2 separate regions of the Mus musculus genome follow, and region 2 is linked to region 1. Evidence: chromatin contacts called from public Hi-C data. All regions are on one chromosome and are shown on one strand. The core of a region is the stretch at or near the end of the contact, and the rest is flanking DNA. Distances in the headings are between cores, read along the strand shown.

Evidence for each region. A called contact is a pair of places that touch in the nucleus more often than the background predicts.
Region 2: a Hi-C map of cortical neurons shows a contact between it and region 1, with 2.6 times the contacts expected there. The contact joins two enhancer-like sites. A contact is called at or near these places in 6 of 484 Hi-C or Micro-C datasets (cerebellar granule neurons, cerebral cortex, cortical neurons and 3 more) and 1 of 9 other capture datasets (embryonic stem cells).

The regions. Positions count from the first base shown.
Region 1 is chr10:70,714,580-70,720,964 of GRCm38.p6, forward strand. It overlaps Gm33979 (a long non-coding RNA gene), which reads right to left. Exons shown (of 3, transcript XR_380559.3): 3 at 670-951. Among named protein-coding and RNA genes, the nearest start is that of Gm33979, 22 kb to the right of the region's middle. Within about 2 kb of position 3,107, at least 91 of the 459 cell types and tissues checked have an H3K27ac peak or open chromatin away from gene starts, as enhancers often do. A contact at or near this core is called in cerebral cortex, cortical neurons and stem cell-derived neural stem cells, where this site is marked.
Region 2 is chr10:70,946,823-70,953,207 of GRCm38.p6, forward strand. It overlaps Bicc1 (BicC family RNA binding protein 1), which reads right to left. Exons shown (of 21, transcript NM_031397.3): 10 at 3,117-3,303; 11 at 950-1,111; 12 at 1-179. Among named protein-coding and RNA genes, the nearest start is that of Gm24486, 68 kb to the left of the region's middle. Within about 2 kb of position 3,184, at least 58 of the 459 cell types and tissues checked have an H3K27ac peak or open chromatin away from gene starts, as enhancers often do. A contact at or near this core is called in cerebral cortex, cortical neurons and stem cell-derived neural stem cells, where this site is marked.

The sequences.
Region 1 (6,385 bases), core at 1,857-4,356:
TTAGCCGAGCTGGTAAAGTCTTTTCTAAAATGCATGCAAACATGGATTTAAATGGCTTTTCCTCCTCCTTGCCTTCCACTCCTAAGAGTTACCCGTCATTCTACATACATCTATGAAGGGGCAGGGAGGGACTGCATTGCACCCTGGGTGTGAAATTGAAGACAGCTGACCCCAGTGTATCTCAAGGTCTGGAGGAGGAGAGGCTGCTGGTTATGAAAAGAAATTATTTCTTCCACACCAATTCTAAGTGAGACTAAGAACTACATCGAATTGAGTGTCTTAGGATTTTACTGCTGTGAATAGACACCATGACCAAGGCAACTCTGATAAAGGACAACATTTAATTGCGGCTGGATTACAGGTTCAGAGGTTCAGTCCATTATCATCAAGGTGGGAACATGGCAGCATCCAGGCAGGCATGGTTCAGGAGGAGCTGAGAGTTCTCTACATCTTCATCTGAAGGCTGCTAGCAGAATAGTGGCTTCCAGGCAGCTAGGATGAGGGTCTTAAAGCCCACACCCACAGTGACTCATCTACTCCAACATGGCCATGCCAACTCCAACAGGGCCACACACACTTCAACAAGGCCACGCCTACTCCAACAGGGCCACACACACTTCAACAAGGCCACGCCTACTCCAACAAGGTCATGTCTCCAAATAGTGCCATTCCCTGGGCCAAGCATATACAGACAATCACATTGAGCAAGAAGTTGTAGAGAAGTAGAGGAAATGCCCGAGAAGGATGAGGGAGGACTCTTCAAAGATGTCACAGTGGAGGGACATATTATGTAGGGCTCGACTGTATAAATGGGTCAGGAACAGATAGAGGGGAACAAGCAATTGGCTAGGAAAACCAGATTCAGTTGGGATGCAAAGCAAAGCCTGAAAGTATAAAGGACATCTCAGGACATCCATGGGCTTCCGAGGAACATCCTACAGCCAGGGAAATCTGCAAGAGAGAGAGAACTTTGGTCAGAACCCTCCCTGTAGCTGTGAAGAACCGACCAGAAGAGGACCAATCAGAGGACCCAGCTCGCTCGCCTGGTATGGTAACTACCCCACGACAGGAAGGCTCATGCTTCCTCAGGGCCCCAGCATGGCAAAAGATTGCTTCCAGCTTAGACTAGAATGGTGTGAACTCTTCATAGCCACAGATTTGCATGCCACAAGTGTGTGGCTTCAACCCACGGGATTCAGTCAAACACGGATCAAAATATTCAGAAAAACAGTGCGCCTTTACTGAACATGGTTACAGTCTCCTAAACAAATAGTTTGTTTATACACAGCACCTATGTGGTCCTGAGTATCAGATGTAATCTGGAGATGATTTGAAGTATGCAGGAACATGTGTACGGGCTGGACACAAGACTACACCATTATATCATCTAAGGGGTCTGGGCATTCTTGGATGAGTTTCTCCTGTAAACCTCAGAGCCAACTCACACCAATGGTGAAGGCCAGCTTTAAACCTTCACTAAAGAGCAGATGAAACACAGAGAGGACAAGCATGGGCCACTGAAAAAGAATAATAACGGAAACAGCTCTCAACACTCTCTGGACACCCAGTCCTCCAAAGTTGCGCTGGCTCCTCTTCCTAAAACACAGCTCTTTGGGGTTATTCTCCGGCTGACCTGTGATCCCTACCAGCCTTCCTAAATGCCTGAGTTGCTTTGTGTCAGATTTTTGTCACAAGCACCCAGGCACACTAAGGATGAGACCCACATTCACCTCTCCTCTACCAGAAATGCCCGTAGGAACCCCTGATTATGGGAAAACAGATCTTAATAAATATGGGGAAATAGTGTCTTAATAGACCCATAGTCAGAACACTCAGAGCAGAAAAGAGCTTTTTTCATAGATTAAAGATAAAACTCTGTCCTTGGAAGAGGCGACTAACAGAAAAACACGTTCCTATGGGAAGGACACCCCAGACCATTTGCTTGAACTGTGAGTCAGACTCACAAAATGACACGTAGAACAACTGTTACACTCACAAACACAAAACGGGTGGAAACTCTGAGACCCTCCCTTCTATCTGTGAACGTCCTCCATCTTGTCTGTTTGGCTAGGAGAAGACAGGCAATTTAGGAGGTTAAGTCTCTGGCCTTAGTTTCCACCACAGGAGCTGTACAATCAAAAGGTGTGTTTTAATATTTTTTTTTCCATCCGATGCCTGCAGAATCCCGTGTTACAGTTATCCAGAGAGCGCAGAAAGTGAATGAGTCCGGTGTGTGGTCAGAACCCCGACACTACTCGCTTCCCCCCCCCCCCAAACCAGAAGGACTTAAATTTATCACGTACTCCCGTTCTTTAAGCCTATGACTTGAATGAATGAATAAATAAATAAGTAGATAGATAGATGAACAAATAAATAAATGACCAGTGCTAATTCAGTTTCTACTCAAAGAAATAGGTAGTCTGTGTGAACATTAGGGGACAGGTTGGAAGGCCTTTGTGAGTGTCTGGCCGGGCTGGCTGGAGCCTGGCAGGAGCCTGGCTGGCTGCAACCAGCCTAGATAACACAGTGAGTACCAGCCTTGGCTCCTCGGGGTGTTTAGGGCAAACCCCAAAGTGTCTGCATTGCTGTAATCTGGCCCGAGTGAGTCCTCAGTAGGGAGAGAAATCAAACGCTGCCTTGCCAAATCCCTTCTGAAATATCCCCACCCCACTGGCAGCAGTCTCTTCTCCTAAGGATTCTGGGAGGGGATCCAGACAGAAGAACTTTGTGTGGGACAAACCAGCCCTTCAGCATCCTGTTTCCTCTCCTGGCAGACAGGCGTGTTTCTTTTTTGTATTGCAGAAACTAGAACTGGATGCTGTGCTCAGAGGACGAATAAGATGGAAATCAACAACTGAGGGGGAAATGCAAAGGCTACCCGAGGAGGCAAGGGGGCGGGCGGGGGGGGGGGGCAGGACGGGGGTGGGGGCGGGGGCGGGGGTGGGGGTGGGGGGTGGGGGGTGGGGGCGGGGGCTGGGGCTGGGGCTGGGGAAGGCAAGGAAAAGCAAGTAGGTCAAAGCACAGAAAATGCAGTCAGGATGAACCCAGCAGATTCTCAACAGGGAGGCTAAGGTGGGGTCAGCTTGTTCCAGGGACTTCTGCTGCCAGAAGAAAGCTGCCTTGGGAGATTCAGCACCATCTGTCAAGTTGAGAGCCTGTGGTCTCCATTCTTACGGCAGGATGAAATGGTTACTTTTCGTGTGTGTGTGTGTGTGTGTGTGTGTGTGTGTGTGTGTGTGAGAGAGAGAGAGAGAGAGAGAGAGAGACAGAGAGACAGAGACAGAGACAGAGACAGAGAGACAGCACAGAGAGAGAGACAGAGAGAGAGACAGACACAGACACAGAGACAGAAGAGAGACAGAGAGAGAGAACTAAACTAAACTGCAGACGAAACTCAAATCTACCCTTGCTCTCTGTGTGGAGGCTTTCTCTCCTCAGCCTCACGCCACTCTATGATAACACATAGCTTTCTTTCTGTGAAGCTTTCATTTATCAATGGACTTTAAACCGTACATTAAATGATAATCAACAGTACGGGGAAAACAGAAAAATGACCCCAAACGGATCAAGCACTATTCATATGTTAGCCCCCCAAATGCTTTCCCTTTTCTTCCCGTTTTTGCTCTTTGCTGAACCTTTCCTTCCACCAAACATTTATTGAATATCGAATCTGCCACACGACTGTACAGATTCAAATAGACAAGGGAGAAAAGTGTCACTGTCTCCCGGCTCAGAATCTGTGGCCACTGAGATATTCTCCACTTTTACATGAACACCAGTTGCATAGCATAACACAATGTGCAAAATTGTGTCCAACCTATACCTAGCTCTCCACCTTAAAACCGTTTTTAAAATCAGAATATATGGCCAGAGAATTGGCTTAGCAGTTAAAAGTGTGTTTTGCTCTTACTGAGAACCCAAGTTTTATTCCCAACATCCACATGATGGCTCCCAGTTACCTATGATTCTAATCCAAGGGGATCTGGTACCTTCTTCTGGCCTCTTCTAGCACCCACAGACATGGCACAAACACATACAGGCACACATACATGCACATGCATACACACACTCACGCACATGTGTATATACACACATACATGAGGCATGCATGCGTACACACACGCTTGTGTGCACACAAATAACATTTGAAAAGTAAGTTCTTTTTTTAAAAGAATGTACTGTACTTCTCTTTTCAAGAATGTCATAAACAATGTCACCATATGTCATCGGCCAGTGGTTCTGTGTTTTGGCACAAGTGCCACTTTGTTCTCCACAGGTTATATCCATTCCAGCAACAGCAGCAATCTCTAGGAACTCTGTGCCTAGGTCTAGTTCACTTTGTTCTCTAACCTTATTTATCCTGACATTAAAAATTGCTTAATTACTCTATGAGATTAAATTTACTCACATTTTCTTTTATAATTTCTTCCTTATATGGTGTACAAAGGCTTTTCCTATCCTGAGATTACTTTCAAAAGACACTTTCCTCTAAAAAACCTTTGATTCATCTGCAATTTAATGTAATGTAAGGCTTTATACAGGTATATGAACTTTTTTCTTCCCTAAATATTTTCAGGAGCTGCAATTTTAATGGCTGGTTTTGTGCATTGAATAATGCTTTGTGGGGCTGAAGGGATGGCTCAGCGGTTAAGAGCACTGACTGCTATTCCAAAGGTCATGAGTTCAAATCCCAGCAACCAAATGGTGGCTCACAACCATCTGTAATGAGATCTGACACCCTCTTCTGGTGCATCTGAAGACAGCTACAGTGTACTTAGATATAATAATCAATAAAATCTCTAGACCAGAGCAAGGGGGGGTTGACCTAAGTGAGCAGAGGTCCTGAATGATGGCTCACAACCTTCTCTACAGCTACAGAGTACTCATATACACATTAAATAAATAAGTCTTTAAAACAAAAAACAATAATGCTTTATGATATAAATTTGTGTTTTTCTGAATATTCATGCTAGAAATTCCACTATTCCAAAAATTGTTATTTACTCTCTATTAAAATAAAAAAATATCCCACAGGACAAAATATCTCATAGTTTGGCAGTCATTTAGCATGTTAACCAGGAATGATGTAAGTTGTATAAAGTGGATTTTGGAGTAAGAAGGTAGCTGATCCAGGCTTTCTGGAGGGAAAGGAACACTAATTTGATGATCATATATTGATGGCATGTGAAGCCCTGGGAAGACAACGCTGGGCACAGGTGAGGTGGCAGCAGGCACAGGCAAGTCCTATGTGCCCTTTCAGAGGCTCTGACGTTCTCTAGTCATGTGATGGAAGAGGGCATCATGGGAATTTGAACATGGCCGGAACATGCAGATCTGGTTTGAAATCATTGATGTGATGGATCTTTATCTGGAGACAAAAGGGAAAGGATCTCCCTGTGACTCCTGTGTTATGAATCTCCTGTGTTGAGGAACAGCAGTGAGGCCCTACAGAGAGATTTAGAGATAACCGATAGTTTTCTCAGAGATCTGAGGAACACTTCTGTAAAGGTAATGGAATAAGAGGATGCGTTTGATTGTCTAGCTTGTGGCCGAGTAAATGGACGGTACCGTCCTACTGAGATGGAAAAATACCAAGATAATTAGTAAATACTCTTCCTGGGAAATATAAATTAACTCGCACATGCCTGGAAATGACTAAAATAGAGCCTATGACACCATGTGTTAGCACCCTCGAGGAAATGGGAAACCCCATTCATTGCTATTGTGAGTGCAAGCTGAAAAAAACTCTTTGGTAAAGTATCTGGGCATATATGTAAAGGGTGACTTCCATACTCCCACTTCTAGATGTAACTAACAGAAATGTGTACTTGTAACTAACAGAAATGTGCACTTGTGGTCTCCCAAATGACATGTGCAAGAACAACAAATTGTATCTGATACCTCCATGTCTAAAACAGCCAAAAAAAAAAAAAAAATCCATCAGCAATAGGTCAGAGAATCAGACTGTGGCTTATTAGTATAAGTGTTCATGTAATAGCGTGCCACAAATTTATAAGAACAAACATGTGACGGCTATAGAAAACATGAATGAATCCCATAAATAAATATATTGTGCTAAAAAGGCAAACACAGAAAGGGCACACTATCTGGTCCCATTTCTATAAAATGCAAAGCAATATAAATTGATCTGTAGTATTAGGAATCCAGACCGTGTCACGTCTTGAGTGGTACAATAGTGGTTGAATAACAGGAAGGGTAACAATTTTTATCCGATTTCTTACGTGGATTCTACCTACACAGGTGTGTCTATCTTTCTGGAAATTCACCAAGCTGTTTCCTTAATACCTGGGCTCATTCCCACTATGTCTGTGGTGCATGAAAAAAAAAAATAGCAAATTCCTCTGAGTAGTAGGGCGTATAAGGA
Region 2 (6,385 bases), core at 1,934-4,433, 230 kb after region 1:
AGACGCAGAGATGTTTTTGCCTTCTGTCTGCATGCTGTTGATGTGAACATCAACAGGAGTCAAGCCAGGTGGGGGAGATGGAGCCGTGTGCCCGTATGTGGGCACTCCAGACAGCAAAATATTGGTTAATGTGGCCTGGGCAGTAGAGGGAAGCATAAGGTGTGGTATCGTAGAGAAACCTGAAATGATCCAGGAAGACAGGTGTTAGGAGGAAACAGCCTAAAAACAACTGTTACGTTTAATAACACAATAAGAAACTCCGTCCCGTCCCCCGTCCCCGTCCCCGTCCCCCCACCCCACCCCCGCGCTGTGAGTTCAGAATAATTTGACATCTCTGTAAACAGATTGAACATTAATATAGAAACCATAGAGAGGCTTAGGAGATAGCTTTCAGGCTGGGTAAGGGCTCCTGCTTCCATGTATGATGCTCTGAGTTTGATACCCAGGATCCATGTACTGGAAAGAACTCAGTGGCTGCAAGCTGCCCTTTGACCTCAACAGACACAAATATAGAACATGTTTTCTTTACATGAAACAATGTTAAAATGAGATAACCGTGTCTAATAGGTTGGGGAGAGCATAGAGACCGGGCCTGGTCCTGTGACTATGAACTCGCTCCTCCAAGAAGCTGGGTTCCCAGGGTTCCCTTGTAACCTTCAGGTGCCTTGGCCTTTGTTCCCTGAGCATCCTGCTGCCTCTCCTAATCTGTTTATCACCTGTGCGGATGAAGCTCTGGAGGCTTGAAAAGCTCTTGGCTTGGCAGAGCTTCATTTAAACTAATTTACACAGCAGGGGAGTGTAAATTTCCTTAGGGCTAGAGGATGCAGTCTTAGAACAGTGATTATTTTTTTCACTTGAAGAAATGGGATCCCTTGTAAATTCTATTGAAAGAAAGAAAAAGGGCAGTATCTATGAATTCCCACTTCTTGATGCTTTAAGGGGCACTAACCTGTGGCGCTTGCAGTGTTAGCGATTGGGGGTGCCCACAGTGTAGGACTGGGAGTACCAGAACTTGAACTTTGCAAAGGACTGACCGAAGTGTTGAGAGCATTCAGGAGTGAGTTTGGGGTGGCTGACGTATTGAGCGACAATGTGGTGGGCCCCAATAAACCTGTAAAGAATAAAAGCCAAGTCAAATACACCTACGTTCAAGATTCAAAAACAGGGACGCCACTCATACTGTCTTGTGGAACAAGCATCGATAGAACCTGGTGCTTTCTAATCTGTCACATTCGAGTGACAGGTTTGGTTTTGTTGTTTCGCTTTTTTTTTCTTTTGATGTTATTTCAGATATTCCCGTGAAATCTTGCCTTTTCCACATCTCCAACCATGGAATTTGCTCGTCCTCAAATAGACAATAGATGCCATAAGATTGGGGAGACCGGTGTGCCCAATCTAGCACAAGCAGCCAGCCATACTTAGAACTCCTAGACACAAGCCCGCTGACAACCTAGGATGGACGAACCTCAGCTCAAGCAGAAGCTTGTTTTTTGTTTTTTTGTTTGTTTGTTTTGTTTTTTGTTTTTTAATTCTCCCCTGACTCACTTGGTATCAGCTTCCCAACAGAGCCCTTCCCAAGCGTTCACGAGCGGCAGCGCCTAGGAGCGCCTTTCCTGTGGTAGACTGGCTGGCTGATACTTCGTACACAGGATGCTGGACCAGATGGTTGCGTGCGGGTCTGAGCACACACTGACTCCTGTGGGCTCCAACCCAATGACTAAAACTTGCCCAGGGATTGTGCTGGATTCTCTCTGCTCTCAAGAAACCTAGCGCCTGCTGTAACCAGGGAGATTCTCCTTTGGGAATTTGGGGTCTAAAAGATGATGTTCATTTCTGTGTGTTTTCTGAAGTGCACATGGGTCAGTGTTATAGGAGCTGGGTGGCCAAGGAAACCTCTCCTCCACTCAGGGAACTCGGCTTCTCCAACCACTTTCTCAACTAGAACACAATAAAACGGGCCCCTTCTAAGTCAGCAGTTCTCACCGTTCCTAATGCCACCATCCTTTAATACAGTTGCTGTTGTGGTGAGCCCCCCCAACCATAAAATTATTTTGCTGCCACTTCATAACTATAATTTTGCTACTGTTTCAAATCTTGGTGTAACTGCCATACAGGATATATGATAGGCAGCCCCTGCAAAAGGGTTGTGCAACCCCCAAAGGGGCTGCGACCCACAGGCTGAGAACTGTTGTAAGTCCACCAGGACGTCCCAGTCCACAGTATTGCTGTGTTGCTATGGCTGTTCAGGCCTGTGTGGAAGAGACAGCTTTGGTTGAGGAAGAACCTGCATCACCATAGTAGTGTCTGAGTGTGACAGTTTGGAGCCCAAACAGGTTTTACACACATGACGTCTTTCAGTGTTGGGGATCGGACCTAGGTCTTCATGCGTGCATCCTACCAGTGAGCTCTAACACAGCCCATCCTACTATGTATGTGACCTACTGTGCTCTCCTTATACATGAAGGCATCTGGGAAACGAGAAGGAAAATGGTAAGCCTGGTCTAATGCTAACAGAGCTCTTGGCCAGCTTACAAGAAAGGTCTTCTAGATGAGGGCACTATTTCAGGATCAGCAAGGACTCACTGCACTTTCCATGAGTGGTATAAGCTTGGCTTGGCCTTGGGTTTATCAGGCCTAGCTGTAGGGTAGGGGAATGGGAGGTGGGGGAGTGGGTTCAGGGACTCTCCCCTCCCCCTTCTCTAGCTGCCCTCCAGATTTGCAATTACTTTTTGGAACAAACTGGATCTTTATCTCTAGGGAGGGAGGGCAGTACAGCCAAAGCAAGACAACACAGAGCGCATCCATCACCGTCAGCGGCTCCCCTCCATCTCGATGGCATTCTTAATTTAGCAGAACAAACACGCGCCACGGAGAACAAGAGCAGGCAGGCTGCGATTATTTACACTGGCATCGGAGGAATCTGGGCAACCCAAAACCACGGAGGCTAACAAAAGAAAAAACTCAGGCCAGATGAATCAGGTCCCGACCCGGTTGCTTGTCACCGTCACCGGGCTTTGGGGCTCAGAGGAGAAAATAGAATTTAGACACAGCACAATGGTAGAAAAGGGCAGGGAACCCGATAAGCCGTTCCCCAGTGGTAATAATAAACTTTATACCTAGTCCAGTGAGTCCGAGGCCTGCCGAAGCTAAGATATCCAGGCTGGGACAGGCCAGGCCGGCAGGGCACGATGCTGGGGATAGACTGGTTGCTATGGAAACCCCACTGCTTTCAAGTCCGAGGAGACACTTCCTTGCTTCATACATATTTAAGGCATTTCGCTCAACACTTTTCACAATCACAGACTATGAAAACACATAATGGGGGGAAAAAAGATGACACTGAGGTAGGCATACAATGACAGAAGGGTAATGAAAATGTAAATGAGTGGCCACAGGAGGCTGGATACCACCCCCTATCAGCCTCTGCTCCTGACACTCCCGTAAAACGTGAGTCCCCACCTACTATGTGTGTGTGTGTATGTGTGTGTGTGTCTATGTGTCTGCAAACCATTGAGAGCATGATGCTGTGGGCAGCCAGCATGCAGGTCCCGATCCCTACCTAACCTTTTAAGGTATGGATTCCTATCCAGGCATGCTTAGAAATTTAGCAAATTCTTGGTGTCAAAGTCCAGCTGCCCCACTACACAGCCTCTGGGCTTCATACTGAAGCATTCCTCCTCACCACCTCATTACCTGCAGAAGCCAAATCAAACCCACCATCACGTATAGATTGCACAGTTACAGTTGGCTTCTTTTTTTTTTTAACATACACGGTCTAATGGTTAGCTGACGTACCTCTAGGCACCACCAACCCCCAGTGAGACCACATCTGTGGCAAATCTTATGAAATATATGTGTGTGTGTTATATTATGTTATATATAATGATATATTTTATAAATAATAATAATTGTGTATATATATAAATTTTCCTTACTTCCTATATGTATATGTCATATACATATAGAATTATATAATTTATATATCTTTTATATACTAAATGTCTAAGCATATATATGTATATATATAAACATACATGTGTATATATACATATGTATACATATATAAACACATATGTGTATGTATGTGTGTATATGTATGTGTGTATGTGTGTGTGTGTGTGTGTGTGTGTAGTAGTAGTAGTAGTACTTAGAATCCAGCCATCAAAACACAATTTCTTTCAGCCTAACATAGGTTCGTTTTTCTCCTGAGCTCTTGGAATTCTTTTTATTTCTGTCTTTGTTTGGCCAAGCCCTTCTCGGAATCTGAACTGATGGTATTTGTGATTAAGTTAGTCAAACAGGGCTTTATGATGTCTAAATCCCATGGCCTGGTCTCAATCTCTGAACTCACTCAACCTTGCTCCCCCAGTCTTGGGGCGCTTTAAAGTTTTCTCTAAAAAATAAAATAATAATAAGTGTGGTTGTTTCCTCCAGGTGAACAGAAAATATCACATTTACTCATGTAGAAATCATATGCAAGACAGATACACATAAAGCATTCTATACACAAGATGGCATCTCTGGTTTAGAAATTTTAGTAAAGTATGGCAGATTTATCTACCTTAGTAATTCAGGACTTCCTACTCGAGAATCTAACTGCACATCCTTCTGTGGCTTACACACGTGAGTGTGGACACATGGATACACACGCACACACACACACACACACACACACACACGCACATCTCCATATATACCTGTACTTGCACATATACATACATACATATATACACACATCAACACACATGCACACACATACACTTACATGTGCACACACACATACACACATGCACTTACATGTGTACACACAAAAAACTGAATAGAATTAGGGAAGAGATGTGGGGGAAGGAGGGAGGGAGGGAGAGAGAGAGAGAAAGAGAGCACGCAAGCACCTTTCTCTATGAGAGAGTGGAGTAGCACCTGTGAATGTGGACCCAGGTCCTACCCTGACACCAAAGCTGGTCCAGGCTGAATCTTGTGCTGGCTGGCGTCCATGACTACAGACTCCCTTATCCATGGCTGCCTGCTCTGTGGCACTGTTACAGCTGCCCAAACCAAGTCGGATGATTACTGGTTTATTTTTTACTCTATGATACATTCCCCTGCACTAAAGCAGTGGCTCTCTACATTGCTAAGTCCGTTCACTAGACTTTATAAAGCAATTAAAAACCAGCATTTAATAAAAATAAAAAAAAGTTAGGGAAAACTCAGCTGTTCTTCAAAACATTCCACAAACTTCAAAATTTAATTACAGTCTATAAATCTTTTAAGTTTTAAACATTCAGAAAAAAATGAGGATTAATATAACATTGTCATACTTAATACCTGGAACACAGACAATTTTGCATGTGACTTTTGTTAACCCCCTGGATTATTTCGTAGCCATGCTTTCTCTCCTAGTGGTGAACTTGGGATGCACCCCCACACCCCACACCGCCCCAGGTCTCCCTGCCAGCCAATGCTTCGTGATTTGGAAAATATAAGAGTGTAAGTACTGCTACCTAACATGTTTTTCCACTCTGAGAGCCTTCAATTCATTTCACCTCTGCTCAGCACGCACAGCGGCAGCACAATGGCTGCCAGTGACAACCACTGGTGAGGTCCCAGGGTCCCAGGCTTTAAAGGAGCTGCAGCAGGCTTCACAATATTAATGCATGAACAGTCTTCCTTTCTTGCTTTCTCAGGGCACTTCAGATCAGACTTCTCCCACTGCGCATTTACTGTCCATGTAAATTACCAGATAGCATTGGACAGAGAAGGCGCTAAGGCGGCTGAGAGCTTTCATTACTCATGGGCTTTATTAAAGAAAAGGAGAGAACAGAAAAAGCAGCAGCTCCGCTAAGCCAGCACAGGACGTTCTGCAAATTGATTTGAACATGCGCACACATGCATACACTTAACATATGAGTCTCCTTAGCTACTCCCTAGCAACCAGCCTGTAGTCAGCAGATTGCAAATTAAGAGTCCTTCCAATAAATACTCAGAAGTGGTGTGTCTTGTTCACACAGTAGGTCTGCTTTGGCTTTCTGACAGAGTTCAGTATTGATTTCCGTTAACAGCTTGGCTGGTTTAGGTTACCACCATCAGTGTGGGAGCACTTCCTTTGCTCCACCCCCTCACGAGCACCTGGCCGACTGCCACCCTGACTGGGGTGACATGGGATCTTCATGGAGTTTACATTTGCTCTCCTTTGATGGCTAGTGAGGCTGAACAGTTTTATGTTCGCTAGCCATTTGAACATCATGGTTTGGTTGTTTTTAACAGTCTGTTTGCTTCGTTAGCCTGTGTATTGATTGGGTTGGTTGATCTCTTGTCAAAATTACCAAGTCAGATGTGGTAAAAAATAGACTTTTCTTTCTCCTGTATTTATAGAAAAACAATGTTA